Regions from separate parts of the Capra hircus genome. Here region 1 is linked to region 2. A link is a contact called in public Hi-C data. All regions are on one chromosome and are shown on one strand. The core of a region is the stretch at or near the end of the contact, and the rest is flanking DNA. Distances in the headings are between cores, read along the strand shown. Region 1 has its middle 110 kb from the start of MAX. Region 2 holds the start of FUT8 (alpha-(1,6)-fucosyltransferase).

Evidence for each region. Hi-C and Micro-C count contacts between places; a contact is called where the count stands out from the background.
Region 1: a contact with region 2 is called in a Hi-C map of blood, with 2.7 times the contacts expected there. The contact joins the enhancer-like site here to the promoter of FUT8 in region 2. A contact is called at or near these places in 2 of 5 Hi-C or Micro-C datasets (both in blood).

Annotation. Positions count from the first base shown.
Region 1 is chr10:25,789,963-25,797,237 of ARS1.2, reverse strand. No RefSeq gene overlaps it. Among named protein-coding and RNA genes, the nearest start is that of MAX, 110 kb to the left of the region's middle. Within about 2 kb of position 2,352, at least 1 of the 5 cell types and tissues checked has an H3K27ac peak or open chromatin away from gene starts, as enhancers often do.
Region 2 is chr10:25,627,207-25,634,048 of ARS1.2, reverse strand. It overlaps FUT8 (alpha-(1,6)-fucosyltransferase), which reads left to right and starts at 4,355. Exons shown (of 12, transcript XM_005685985.3): 1 at 4,355-4,473.

The DNA.
Region 1 (7,275 bases), core at 1,103-3,602, 170 kb before region 2:
TTTCTTCCTGCATCAATTCCGTCCTCCCTCACTTCCCCTCCTTTGATTGCATTCCCCAGAGAGCTTGCACTCAGGTCTCTGTTTTACGCTCTGCTCTCTGTGACCCCCAAATCCTTTTGTACAGGAGCTAGTGGTGCACTTGATCTTTTTACTATTTTTTTGCACTTGATTTTTGGAATCTCAGTGCAAGAACTGACACGGGAATTTGTCACAAGCCATCTATTGAAATTTCTTTTCTTTTTAATTTCTGATTATGTCATTTAACTGTTATCTCTCCTTCCTAGCCTTGAGTAACTTATAAATTTGATCATAAAATTTATTGGCTTTTCACAGAAAGCCATCAATAATCAACCTCTGTAACCTCATCTCAGGCTTCATTCTTGATAATTACCCTCCTGCAGCTTCACCTCCTACAAGTGCACAGACGGCCAGGCTCTTCCCTCTCAAGCTCTTGTACGTGTTCTTTTTCCTGTGTGGAATACTCGTCCCTCAGATTTTTCATGTGGATAGTGCCCTATGATGCTTTGTTGTTTTTTTTTTAGCCACTAAGTTGTGTCTGACTCTTTGAGACCCCATGGACTGTAGCCACCACGATCCTCTGTCCATGGGATTCTCCAGGCAAGAATATGGGATTCGGTTGGCATTTGCTTTTCCAGGGTATCTTCCTGACCTAGGGATCAAACCCATGTCTCTCACATTAGAGGAGGATTCTTTACCACTGAGCCTCCAGGGAAGCCCCTATCATGCTTTAGGGCTCAGCTCAACTCTCACGCCTCAAACGGGACCTCCACGACCACTGTGCTTACGTCAGATGGCACTCACCCACTCCATGGGTACCACGGATCCATTCATTTGTTTGCCTTTTTACTGTCCATTGCCCTAATTAGAATGAAATCTCCAGGAAGGCTGGGACGAATTCTCCAGGAAGTCTGTTTTCTTTGCTGTTGTCTCCAGCACCGGTCCAAGTTCTGACACCCGACAGGGGCTCAATCAGTTTTTGATACATCCTTTCCACTTCTGCACCGGATCCCATCCCCTCTCACCTTCTCAAGGGCATTGTGCCACTAACACCCCTTCTTCTCGCTATCATCATCATCCCTTATTAGGATCATTCCCATCAACAGACAAACACACTGTAATTTCTCCTACTTAAAAAAAAAGCAAAACAAATAACTGCTCTTAACCCACATCCTTTTTCAGTTGACACACTACATATTTCATATGTTGTATTTGTTGTCTGTCTCCTGCCTTAGATGAGAATCTCCACAAGGGAGAGGTTTGTGTCTGTCTGCGGCTGCATCTCTAATGCCTGGAAAACAGTGCTCACTCACTAAAAATGCGGTCAATGTATGCATCATTTTGCAGAATGAATGAATTTATGAAACAAAAGAGACTTTCTTAATCAATAGAGAAAAAAAAATCAGTCTATATCTGGAGCAATGTCTAGATAGCTTAAAAGATAACATGCAACTAATAAGCAATATACATAAGACAGATTTGCAGGGGTATGTGGTAGCTATCTAATTGTGTTAGTGATGTGGGGACGAATTTTATTCCACTCTGAGGTACTGCCTTCTAATGTGGAAAGCTCAACAAGGCAGTTTAATGGAGAAAGGAAAAACTGGTGACAGGCTTCTGAGCATTAAGATAACAGCCAGCCTTGTCTTAGAGACGAAAAACTGAGGCTCAAAGGTAGTAATTTTTCTCAGTCTCTGTGTTCTCCCCTTTAATGGCCTAGGACATAATTATCTATAAAACATATCCAGATAACCAACTCGCAGTAAAAGGGAAGTTGTTGTCCTTAGAAATTTAACACCACCAATTTCTTTTTAAGGCTGAGTGCCAAAGAATTAATGCTTTTGAACTGTGGTGCTGGAAAAGATTCTTGAGAGTCTCTTGGAGAGCAAAAAGATCAAACCAGTCAATCTTAAAGGAAATCAACTGTGAATATTCATTGGAAGGACTGATGCTGAAGCTGAAGCTCCAATACTTTGGCTACCAGATACCAAGAGGTAACTCGTTGGAAAAGACCCTGATGCTGGGAAAAATTGAAGGTAAAAGGAGAAGGGGCAACAGAGGACGAGGTGGTTGGATGGCATCACTGACTCAACGGACGTAGTTTGAGCAAACTCTGGGAGACAGTGAAGGACAGGGAAGCCTGACCTGCTACGGTCCATGGGGTCCCAAAGAGTCGGACACAACTGAGTGAACAATTGCTTTCCGCAAACTTGACATGCAATAATAGAGCCGCCCAGGAGGTGGCGACTCGCCTTTCTCTCCAGGAGGTCTCCACAGTAGCAGGCCACTGAAGGGCGCAGAGCTACTGGGGCCTGGCTGGGTCAGCCAGGCAGGGCCTTCAGGGAGGAGAGCCCCCAAACAAGGCTCTGCCTCAGAGTGCTCCATTCTTGTTGGCTAAACCCCCATAAGTAAAATAATTGCTACTGAAAAAGATACAGTTCTAAAGCTTCAGATGCAAAAGAACTACAGATCCGGGATGGTTGGCAGGTTCACAGTCGGGATATTTATCTCAAATTCAGGGAGTTTGAAAATCTAGGACAGCTCCTTGGCAACCCAGTACTGACGGTCCTTTTGTTTGACTTTTCTGAGGCAACAGCCTCTGAGAGCCAACCAGATTTTCTCCATGAGAGAGACTCAACCTGGCCAGCATTCTACCACAGGAATTATGAACCTGAGATTTGGGGTCCACATGGGGTCACTCTGAGTCGTATACAACTGAGTGACTAACACACAACCCCTGTAAAGGGGCGCTAGTGGTAAGGAACCTGCCTACAATGCAGGAGACCCGGGTTCCATCTCTGGGTTGGGAAGACCTCCTGGAGGAGGAAATGGCCACCCACTCCAGTATTCTTGCCTGGAGAATCCCATGGACAGAGGATCCTGGTGGGCTACAGTCCATGGGGTCGCAAAGAGACACAACCAAAGTGACTGAGCACGCACACACACAAGCACACACAACCCCTGCAACTGGGTGTGGGATTGTGTGTGAGGGTTGGAGGTGGGGGGGTGTGTTGACAGATACTTACAGTTTCCAGAGAAGAAAGCGCATTGTTTTCATCAGTCTTTCACAGAGCTCCATGATTCAGAAAGAGGAACTACTCTGAAAATCTTCCAGCATTTCTCCCCAGAGGCCTCGTGGACTCTTTACCCCACTCTGTCCCCTGAGATACTCCAGTTCTCCAGCTGTCATTAAGAGGGGCATCAGGGATTGGCAAAGAGACAGAAACATCAGTTATTTAAACAGAGAGGGTCATCTAATGATTGGAACTAAGTGTAAAGTTGTTATCTAGGTAACAGAAAAGGCAAAAAGAGTGCACTAAGGTATTACAGGGTCAGCAACTGCAGGAGCAGCCCCCACCCCTAGGACCAGGTGTGGGGAGAGGTGGGAACTGTTAAAACTTAGAAACCTGAAATCAGATGTTGAGGAGGAGTGTGTCAGCTGAAACCACTAACCTGTTTCTAATCCCTGGTAGGAGGATTGACAACTCTGGGATTGCTTTGGAGGACTATCACCTACCTCACTGCTTACTGTGAGGATTAAATGAGAGCACATGTGCAAAAGTATTCTGTAAACTAGAAGGCAGAGGTGAGCTGGACTGTCGTGAGTATGGAAGCTTTAGTTCAGTTCAGTCGCTCAGTTGGGTCCGACTCTTTGTGACCCAATGAATCACAGCATGCCAGGCCTCCCTGTCCATCACCAACTCCCGGAGTTCACTCAGACTCACGTCCATCGAGTCGGTGATGCCATCCAGCCATCTCATCCTCTGTCGTCCCCTTCTCCTCCTGCCCCCAATCCCTCCCAGCATCAGAGTCTTTTCCAATGAGTCAACTCTTCACATGAGGTGGCCAAAGTACTGGAGCTTCAGCTTCAGCATCATTTCTTCCAAAGAAATCCCAGGGCTGATCTCCTTCAGAATGGGCTGGTTGGATCTCCTTGCAGTCCAAGGGACTCTCAAGAGTCTTCTCCAATACCACAGTTCAAAAGCATCCATTCTTTGGCGCTCAGCCTTCTTCACAGTCCAACTCTCACATCCATACATGACCACAGGAAAAACCATAGCCTTCACTAGACAGACCTTAGTCGGCAAAGTAACGTCTCTGCTTTTGAATATACTATCTAGGTTGGTCATAACTTTTCTTCCTAGGAGTAAGCGTCTTTTAATTTCATGGCTGCAGTCACCATCTCCAGTGATTTTGGAACCCCCCAAAATAAAGTCTGACACTGTTTCCACTGTTTCCCCATCTATTTCCCATGAAGTGATGGGACCGGGTGCCATGATCTTCATTTTATGAATGTTGAGCTTTAAGCCGACTTTTTCACTCTCCTCTTTCACTTTCATCAAGAGGCTTTTGAGTTCCTCTTCACTTTCTGCCATAAGGGTGGTGTCATCTGCATATCTGAGGTTATTGATATTTCTTCTGGCAATCTTGATTCCAGCTTGTGTTTCTTCCAGTCCAGCGTTTCTCATGATGTACTCTGCATAGAAGTTAAATAAGCATGGTGACAATATACATCCTTGACGTACTCCTTTTCCTATTTGGAACCAGTCTGTTGTTCCATGTCCAGTTCTAACTGTTGCTTCCTGACCTGCATACAGACTTCTCAAGAGGCAGGTCAGGTGGTCTGGTATTCCCATCTCTTTAAGAATTTTCCACAGTAAGGGGGCCTTGATTATCTATAATTTCTAAAGATGCTTCAAAGCAGGCACTTGTAGTTCAAAGAGGAAACTTTGCTTTTCAAAACTAGATCCAGAGCAAACAAAGAGACTGTTTGGCAAATGTATTTGAGGGAAAAAAAAAGATACCCCTAGAGTATTAGCAACACTGAGTGATTACAGTAAAGCTGATAAGTACGGCCCCACCCATATGTTCCTGGCCTGCCCCAGGGTCATCTACAATGTGGTCCTCACTTACAGCAGCTTTCTGTTGCTTGTTGCCTGGAGGTATGCCCTGGCTCCTGGAGCATGTTTAGCCCTGAGGTCTACAGGGACAGAATGCCCCAGGAGCAACCTTTACTCTTGGGGTCTGTGTACCTAGGTCCATGGAGGAACCCAGTAGGATAGAGCCCCCATCCCCCCAACCAGTGGTGAGAGGCTCACTAACTCCCATTGTTGACTTGTTTCCTTTCTTGTCTCACTTTCCCTACTCTCTCAAAGAACTTTCTGGAATCACCACCCCCATCAACTACTTGCAACTTGAATCTTTGCCCCAGAGTCTGCTCTTGGGAAGAACTCAAGCCATGGCAGAGAAGTCTGGAGGGCTTGCCTTTGGCAGGCAAATGTAACGTATATTAGCTGAAAATTTCTCTGTCAATACAGTTGTTGGGTGCTAAGCAAAATGGCTAAGTAGCAATAATAACTTCCATTTGTTGATAGCCAAGCATGATCCTAAGCTCCTTTCACATACCTCATTCATGTCACTTTGAAGGTCACTGTGAAGTGAAGTTGCTCAGTCATGTCTGACTCTTTGTGACCCCGTAGACCGTAGCCCACCAGGCTCCTCCGTCCATGGGATTCTCCAGGCAAGAATACTGGAGTGGGTTGCCATTTCCTTTTCCTGGGGATCTTCCTGACCCAGGGATTGAACCCAGGTGTCTCACATTGCAGGCAAATGCTTTAACCTCTGAGCTACCAGGGAAGCCCCAACCTCATTCACAGTGACCTTCAAAGTGGGTGCTCTTCTTATTAGATGAGGAAACTGAAGTGCAGTGGCTTGCCAAAATCATGTAACTTGTAAGTGAAAGAGCTGGGATTCTGACTCTGGGAATTTGATTCTAGAGCCCATACTTTTATCTACTCAGCATAGTTTCCAAACTATTGGCCACTGAATAAGCAAAGAGCCAAAGAGCCTGGCTCCATTCCTCATGTTGTTTCAAAAGGCCTAACTCAAGGGTTGCTGAAAGACAGAGGGTATAGTAAGATGAGTGTAGGTTTGAGAATTCAAAACCACATTCTACCTCCACTTATCAGCATCGTGGCCTTGAACAAATCACTTCTCCTCTGACCCTCAGTTTGGACGGGGGAGCCTGGTGGGCTGCTGTCTATGGGGTCGCACAGAGTCACACACTACTGAAGTGACTTAGCAGCAGCAGCAGCAGCATGGGGTGGCAGAGCTTGGTGAAAAATAATGCCTGACTCATGGGACCACAGTCAGCATCAAATGAGATGATGCTTGTGGAGCACTGGAACTCCAAGCATGATGGACAATTTTGGATGCTATGACATCAGTAACGGGCTCTCAGCTCCCTCCTCTGCAGATCACTATCCCTTTTAGCTCAGCTCCCAGGGCCCAGGACTCTCACCTGCTGCTTCCTTAAAGGAGTTAGGATGTAAGTGACAGAGGATAGGACTTTGGAATCTGACAGGCAGGGATTTGAGTGTCATAGTCTTTGCTGTCTCTATCTTAAAAAAAAAAAAAAAAAAAACCTCTGGACAGTTATTGAATGTCTCCATGCAGTCCTCTATTTTCTCATCTATACAATGGGGATAATAAAATAGGACTGTGGAAAAGGTTAAATAAGGCAGTGCATACAAGTACTTAGCACAGTCCAGCACATCTTAGTGCTCCAAACATTGTTCAGTTCAGCCACTCAGTTGTGTCTGACTCTTTGCAACCCCATGAACTGCAGCACACCAGGCCTCCCTGTCTATCACCAACTCCCGGAGTTTACCCAGACTCATGTCCATTGAGTCGGTGATGCCATCTAACCCTCTCATCCTCTGTCGTCCCCTTCTCCTCCTGCCTTCAATCTTTCCCAACATTAGGGTCTTTTCAAATGAGTCAGCTCTTCACATCAGGTGGCCAAAATATTGGAGTTTCAGCTTCAACATCAGTCCTTCCAATGAACACTTCCAGATATTCAAGCTGGTTTTAGAAAAGGCAGAGGAACTAGAGATCAAATTGCCAACATTCGCTGGATCATCGAAAAAGCAAGAGAGTTCCAGAAAAACATCTATTTCTGCTTTATTGACTATGCCAAGTCCTTTGAGTGTGTGGATCACAATAAACTGTGGAAAATTCTGAAAGAGATGGGAATACCAGACCACCTGACCTGCCTCTTGAGAAACCCGTATGTAGGTCAAGAAGCAACAGTTAGAACTGGACATGGAACAGCAGACTGGTTCCAAATAGGAAAAGGAGTACGTCAAGGCTATATCTTGTCACCCTGCTTATTTAACTTCTATGCAGAGTACATCATGAGAAATGCTGGACTGGGTGAAGCACAAGCTGGAATCAAGACTGCTGGGAGAAATATCA
Region 2 (6,842 bases), core at 3,106-5,605:
CATTCAATATTTTTGAATGTTTCCTCAGATAGATCTGTGTTAGGAGCTGTGATGAAATTAAAAATATTAAAGATGTATTTTCTGCTTATAGTATTTTGGACAAACAAACAAAATTATTATTTTGCAGATTTAGAAGTCCAGAGAAGATTAGCCTTCAGAAGCGATATAACCATCAGCTCAGCTGTATCTTCAAGGTTCTGCTCTCTGTTTGCCATTCTTAGTTGGTCAGCTTCATTCGAAGTTAGTCCCTCTTACGGCTATTAGATTGCTGCCAGTGGCAATTTGGGTTATAGGCTGATTTGCTCATACCTGGTAGAAAGGAGAGAATCTTCTCTCCAAAGCATGGGCTAAAAATCCTTCTGATTGGGTCCATTTACCCCAGGACCACTGGTGGCTCAGAGATTAAAGCGTCTGCCTGCAATGCAGGAGACCCAGGTTCGATCCCTGGGTCGGGAAGGTCCCCTGGAGAAGGAAATGGCAACCCACTCCAGTAGAGGTCCCCTGGAGAATCCCATGGAGGAAGGAGCCTGGTGGGCTACAGCCCAGGGACACGACTGAGCGACTTCACTTTCACTTTCACACAGTTTTCAGGTCTAATAATTAGAATAGTCTAGGATCTGGCATAACTTAGAGTCTAGGTCACACTGCAGTAAAAAAAACAAAAAACAAAACCAAATCTCAGTAGCTTAAACAAAGGTGTAGCCTTTACTCAAACTATATATCCATCCTGACTTGATGAAGGAAGGAGGTGGGCTGTTCCACATTGTCCTTTCTTAGGGAGCTAAGTTAACTAAGGCTTTATCATCTTCAACAATACTGGTCTTGACACTGGGGAAGAGTTTGGACTTATACTTGCAATTAAGTGTTCTACCTGGAAGTGATACATATCACTTCTATCCACAACCCACTATAGACTGCTGCTGCTGCTAAGTTGCTTCAGTCCTCTCCGACTCTGTGCGATCCTATAGACGGCAGCCCACCAGGCTCCTGTGTCCCTGGGATTCTCCAGGCAAGAATACTGGAGTGGGTTGCCATTTCCTTCTACAGTGCATGAAAGTGAAAAGTGAAAGTGAAGTTGCTCAGTCGTGTCCGACTCTTGGCTAGTGACTTTAATTAGTCACATGGTCCAGCCAACTACAAGAATTGTATATGACTGGAGAGACAGATTGACTCAGACTAATTAAATTGCCCTTCTGTAGCTGGAGGTTGGATGGTTATCTAAAAAACAAACAGATAAAAACAAAAACATGGAACTCTATAATAAGGAGAGAACAAGAGTAGATGCTGAATAAGAAACCAACAGTGTGAACAACCTGACATTTTACCTTAATGGAGAAGAAAGAAATTTCAGCCATGGAGGCAAGTCATAGGGAAGGATAGTTTGGCTAATTTCATTGGTGTTTAAATCAATCGCTTCATTTATTCTTTTGATTGGAAAGATTGACTTTGGCTCTTTAATGAGTGGATGTAGTTGGAATTTCTATGGCTTAAAAGTGACTTAAAATGTTATTGGATTTGAAAGTATGGACAATTTTTCCATATTTTATTGTTGTAGTTCCTGCCAATGGGGTGTCAAGCTAGCTAGATGTATTGTTTTAGAACTGACAAACAACTAAAGTTTATCTAGTCCAACTTTTTTATTTTGCAGATGAGAAAACTAAGGCCCAAACGGGTAAAATGATTATCTCAAGGTCACACCTTCTTGCATGTAGCAGCAACAGTGCTGTCTTTTGGATGATTTGCTGTAAAATGGAATCCTCTGAGTAAAATGTAGCTAGAATAACAATTAGAAAACAAGGTTAAAATTTTGTTTAAATTTTTAAAAAATTTATAAGAAAGTTTTCAGGACTAATACTCAGTTGGTCCACATTGGTAAAGATGGAAAATTTTCTAAACTGTTTGGTAAGTAGTTGCTCTGAACCTCCTGAGAGTCTCCTCAACCTTTCTCTCTGATCTCTCCCACCACTGTAATAAGGGGCCCACCTCAAAGGGATGATTTTAAAGTTAAATAATGGAGATAAACAGTTTATCATGGGACCTGGCACTCAGCAATATTATAACTTGTCTATTATTTTTATTATTGCCATTAATGAAATGGTAGTCAATTTCAAACTAGCTCTTACATGAAAGTTCAGGATTTTGGAAATGTGATGGTATTCAAACTCATTAACTTTGATCTAGCTAATCTCGTGATACAATAGCTTCTCATGTACTCACTAACTTTCATTTTGATCTTTTCTATTGTCTAATGGTTGACTCCGCTTCACCTCACCTGCAAGACCCCACAAGTTCTGGTTGATGAAAGAATTTAATCTAGGCTGTGAGAAAGAATATAAAGTATGGACAAGGTTCTATTAGTTCTTAGTAAAACATCTCATAAAGAATGTTCTGTACAGTGTTTTGTTGAGCAGAACTTGCCTGTAAGTTTTCAGATAAGCAAAGATAGGCCTAACGCCTCGCTGGTGACAGAGCCGTGGGGGTTGTGGAGCAATTCTACCTGCTCGAGCAAATATCAGACACCAGGCATGATGAGAGGCAGATGGAGTAAGAAGAGATGGAGGGTCCAGAAGCATAGAGGGAGACTGGAGCTTCTGGAGAAATCAGCCTTTGACAGAGATGTCTTTGGTAGCCAGAGATGTTTAGAATCTTTTGGGGATTTTTTTTTCTGTCAGAAATTTAACCCAGCAAGAAGGCAGAGTTTCAGTAGTAACCTCTTTTGTAACAGTAAATGAAATGTGTTTTTTAAAAGCTGGAACTGTTGGGAATTTTCTTGAAATTCATTACTGGCCCAGACCTTAATGTGTAAAGATTGGTTCTCAAAAATCAGTTGTTTAACTGATATGGTGGCCACTAAACGCTGGACATGTCCTGGAAAGGGCTGTGTTCTGTCAGTGACTGAGATGTACATTGACTCAACAGAATGTAATCCAAATTGTTAAAGGACTAGTTTCTGAGTATATTTATTTTACAGACAGCAAATTATCTGGTTTGGGTTTCGGAAGAGGTGGGTTCAGTCCCTGGGTGGGGAAGATCCCCTGGAGAAGGAAATGGCAACCCACTCCAGTATTCTTCCCCGGGAAATGCTGTGAAAAGAGGAGCCTAGTGGGCCTGGTGGGCTAGAATCCATGGGGTTACAAAAGAGTTGGACATGATTTAGCCACTAAACAACAAGAAGACAAGAACCAGCCTATAAATGTGCAAGAAATTCCAGACAAACATTCTTTGGACAGATTTCTTTTTTTTTTTTCTTTGAGCAGAAAGAGGTAGAGAATATAAGTATTTCACTTCCTAGGCTTTTGGAAAGGAAAAATGAAGGCAATATTAAAAAACCCAGGAGTTTTGAGGCAAATGTAAAGGAAAGCTTTGAAACTGGAGATCTTAAAGTTAAACATGCTTGCTAAAGTATTGTTAAAAAGTACTGTTTAAATTAAGAAAGCAGATATCCACCTCGCCTCTGATTTCTAAGAAGTACCTAGAGTTTGACTGTTAAAACTTTGGCCTTTAATCTATCTTACTATGGCATAAATCTAAAATTTCTGTTCAGTTCCAACTGAGGTATGTAGCCATTATAGCAGACTTTTGTTCAGTTTATTAACTTAGCGCAGAAACCTCTGCAGTGAGCGATAGCAACCACGCATAGGATAAATGATGGTTGAATGATGGAATATAAACGCTAAGCTAGAATATAGTTCTGGCTCTGCCAGTATATATTTTTGTGTAACCTTAGATCAGTCACTCTACTTTTCTCTCAAATTTCTCTTCTTACAGGGAGACAATCATAAAAATGACTGGAAACTACCACTTCACTGAGAGCTTTTTCTTTAAAGGGCTGATGATAAAAACCAACCGCAAGGTCCAGCAAACCTCTTTCAGAGGAAACTAAACTTCTTGAGGGCAGGGAACTTTTTTTATTTTTGAATTAGCAGAATCTTATTTGTATTTCTGTAATACAGTTTCTGGACTCTAAAAAGGTGTCAACAAATATTGTAAATTTATTATTAGGCAGATTGCAGTCTTGGCAGCCTCTTAAATCTCTTTTCTGTGATCCTTTCATACTTGGCATCTAAAAGGCCGCCGATCTTCTCTCTGTGATAGGTTCCCAAGGCATGTACTTAAAAATATCCAAGTCTAGAGAAGTCATTCTTGTCTTTACGGGCACCATTTCGCTTTCTCAAGGTATTGCACCCAGGCTTAGGATCTGGGTCCGGAGGCTACAGGGAAGAGTTCGGTACGGGAAGCTCATCCTCCCGCCCTCCGATTGGCTGACCCGCACTCCACTCACGCGGTTCGTGTCTCTGATTGGCCTCCGTAGCACCCCCCCCCCCACCCCGCCTCGGCTCGCGACTACTTTGTGTGCCTGGGCGGCGCGCTCAGCTCCTCCGGCTCAGCTCGCCGTCAGGGCTGGACTGGGCTAGCTCTTCGGCCCACTGCTCTGCATCGCGGGCGCCAGGAATTTTCCCGAGTCCGAGCCGGGTAGGAAGCATCCTAGGGAAAAGCTGCCTCCTTCGCCCCATGTTCTCTTTCCCGTACTGAATAAACTTCCGCCTTGGAGGGGTTGTTGCAGCCGCGGGTCGGGGGGAGAGGCCAGGCACCGAACCCAGGCTCTCATGGGGGAGGGGTCTTTCTGTCCAGGCGAATGACCAGCTCTCAAAAGATTAAACCGGGCTTCGCTATTCGCATGGGAGTGCGATGCCATTCTATGATCGTGCTTTGCAAGCTGCAGCGGAGCGGCCAGACCTGCGCTACGGGGGCTGAGCAGCAGCGATCACTCCTAAAAAGTAGCAAGGAGCCTGCTTCATATCTCCAGTACCAGTGGTACTTAAGGGCCGCGGGCTGATCTGGCACGGGCCGATCCGTTTCCCGGCGGTTGAGAATACGGCATTCCCCGGAGGTGGCGCTCCCGGGAGTGGGGAAGCCCGGCTCGGCTCGCGTCTCCTTCAGCCTCTGGCCTTCAAGCGGTAGAGGGCGGCCTACACTCGCGTCGGAGTCGGCGCCCGTGCGCACACCCTGCTGCCCCTGCTAGAAGTCTCCCCGTCCCGCTGTGGCTCAGCCAGGCAGTCGGACGCTGCGGCTACGCGGTCCACGGGCGCGGCGAGAAGGGGGCGGGGAGAAACCCTGGCACAGGCGGGGGTCGCCGTAGGAGGCAGTGGCCAGCGCATGCGCGCCTTCTCCCAGAAGCTTGGGACGCTGAGGGGGCGCGCGCTCCCATTCGCGCGGGCACGCTTGCGCTAGCTGAGGCTTCCCCGCCTGCGCTCGCGGTCAGAGCCGCTCAGGCGCGTGCGCGTGTTATCTCCGGTAGACCCGAGTAGCCCTGTTCTCCTCGCTCCAGGCCCCCGCCCCTCCCCGCCCCCCGGCCGACCCGTCCCCTTCCTCTCCTCGCGGAATGGGGCCGGCGCTGCTCGGGGTCGCGCGCCCGGGACCCGGCTCGCGCTCGGTCTCGCGCTGTCAGCGACTGCCTGGCTCGCGCCGCCTCGCGCTTTCCCTCAGTCAGTGGCGCCGAAGGCTCCGTTAAGCAGCGACGGCGGCGGTTCCTGTTTCCGTTTCTTCCTCTCCCTTCAGTAGGGAGTAGCATCCTCCACCCAGCCACCCCTCCCACTTCCCCAGCGCGGGGCAGCTGCTGCTGCGGGCTGTAGCGGCGGCGGCTGCTGGGGAACGGCGGAGACCGCCTCTGCTCCCGCCTCGGGTAAGGGGGCGTTTGGGAGCCGGGCCCCGCGCGCCCCGGGGTCTGGAGGTGGGCAAGCGCGGGATCTCAGGAGGCTCCGGGGAGGTGCCTGCCGGCCGTCGCAGCTCTCTTTCCCCCGAGGAGACCCCCGGGCCTTTTGCTGCCACTGCTGCTGCTTATGCAGCGGCTCCGGGGAAAGTGGGGAGGGAGCCCCCGGGATCCTCTGATGGGTGCCTTTGCGCGGCCGCGGGGGTGCGGGGGGGTGGGGGCCGCGGGCAGGGGACTAGGGACGCCTGCTGCCTCGGCCGGGGCGTGGAGCGGCTCGGCTGCTGCCCTCGGCGTCGCGCATCCTTGGTTAGGGCAGGGGCCGAAACCGAGGAAAGGAGATGGGGGCAGGGGTGGGAGGTGTCCCTCGTCTCCTCTGCTCTTACCTGCCCTTTCTCCAGCAACTCGCTCCCTGGTGTCACAGACTGTGGGGAGGAGCATGCTTGTGCTTTAAGGGCTTTCCTGAGGGGTTCTCCGGGAAATCGGGGAATGGACCCGTGCAAAGATCCGCTCCCGGCGAGGGGCCAGTGCCAGGGCAGTTTCACGGCTCGAGTGCCGCTGCACCCTCGTTTGACGTGGAAATGATGAGCTGGCTGCTTTAGAGCTCCAAACTTATTTGGGAAGGTTAAATGAGTTCCTAAATATTTATTTATTTAACCTCCAGTTAAAGGAGGTTTGTCCTGCAAGAGTGAGTGGGCTGTCGTGTGCAGCACCTGTTTTGTTTTTTTTTTTTTCCTCACAGTGGGGATTGCAATCTTCAGCTACACATAACGTCAGAGACGCAGTGTATTTAAGTTAAATGGCAGTGTCATGGTTAGAATTTATCCCTGGCGAGCTTTAGCGTTTGAGTGAGGCCTTGGATAGAGCAGGGTGTTATTTCTTATTCCCATGTTTGAGTTAGTTTACAGTTGACTTAATCCAGTTCAAGAGTGTGGACCTAGGCAAGCCAGAATCTCCTGTAGAAAACACCCAAACCTCAAGTAACGCAGACTAAATTTCGACAAAAGTTTTCTCTCAGTTTACAGTTAAACTCATCACATGTAACTGATTGAACTTTGGCTTGGTTCTCTTTAGAAACTGCAGACAAGGTTTAATTGCAGTTTTTTTGCTCCCTTGTTATTCTTGGGGATAAGTG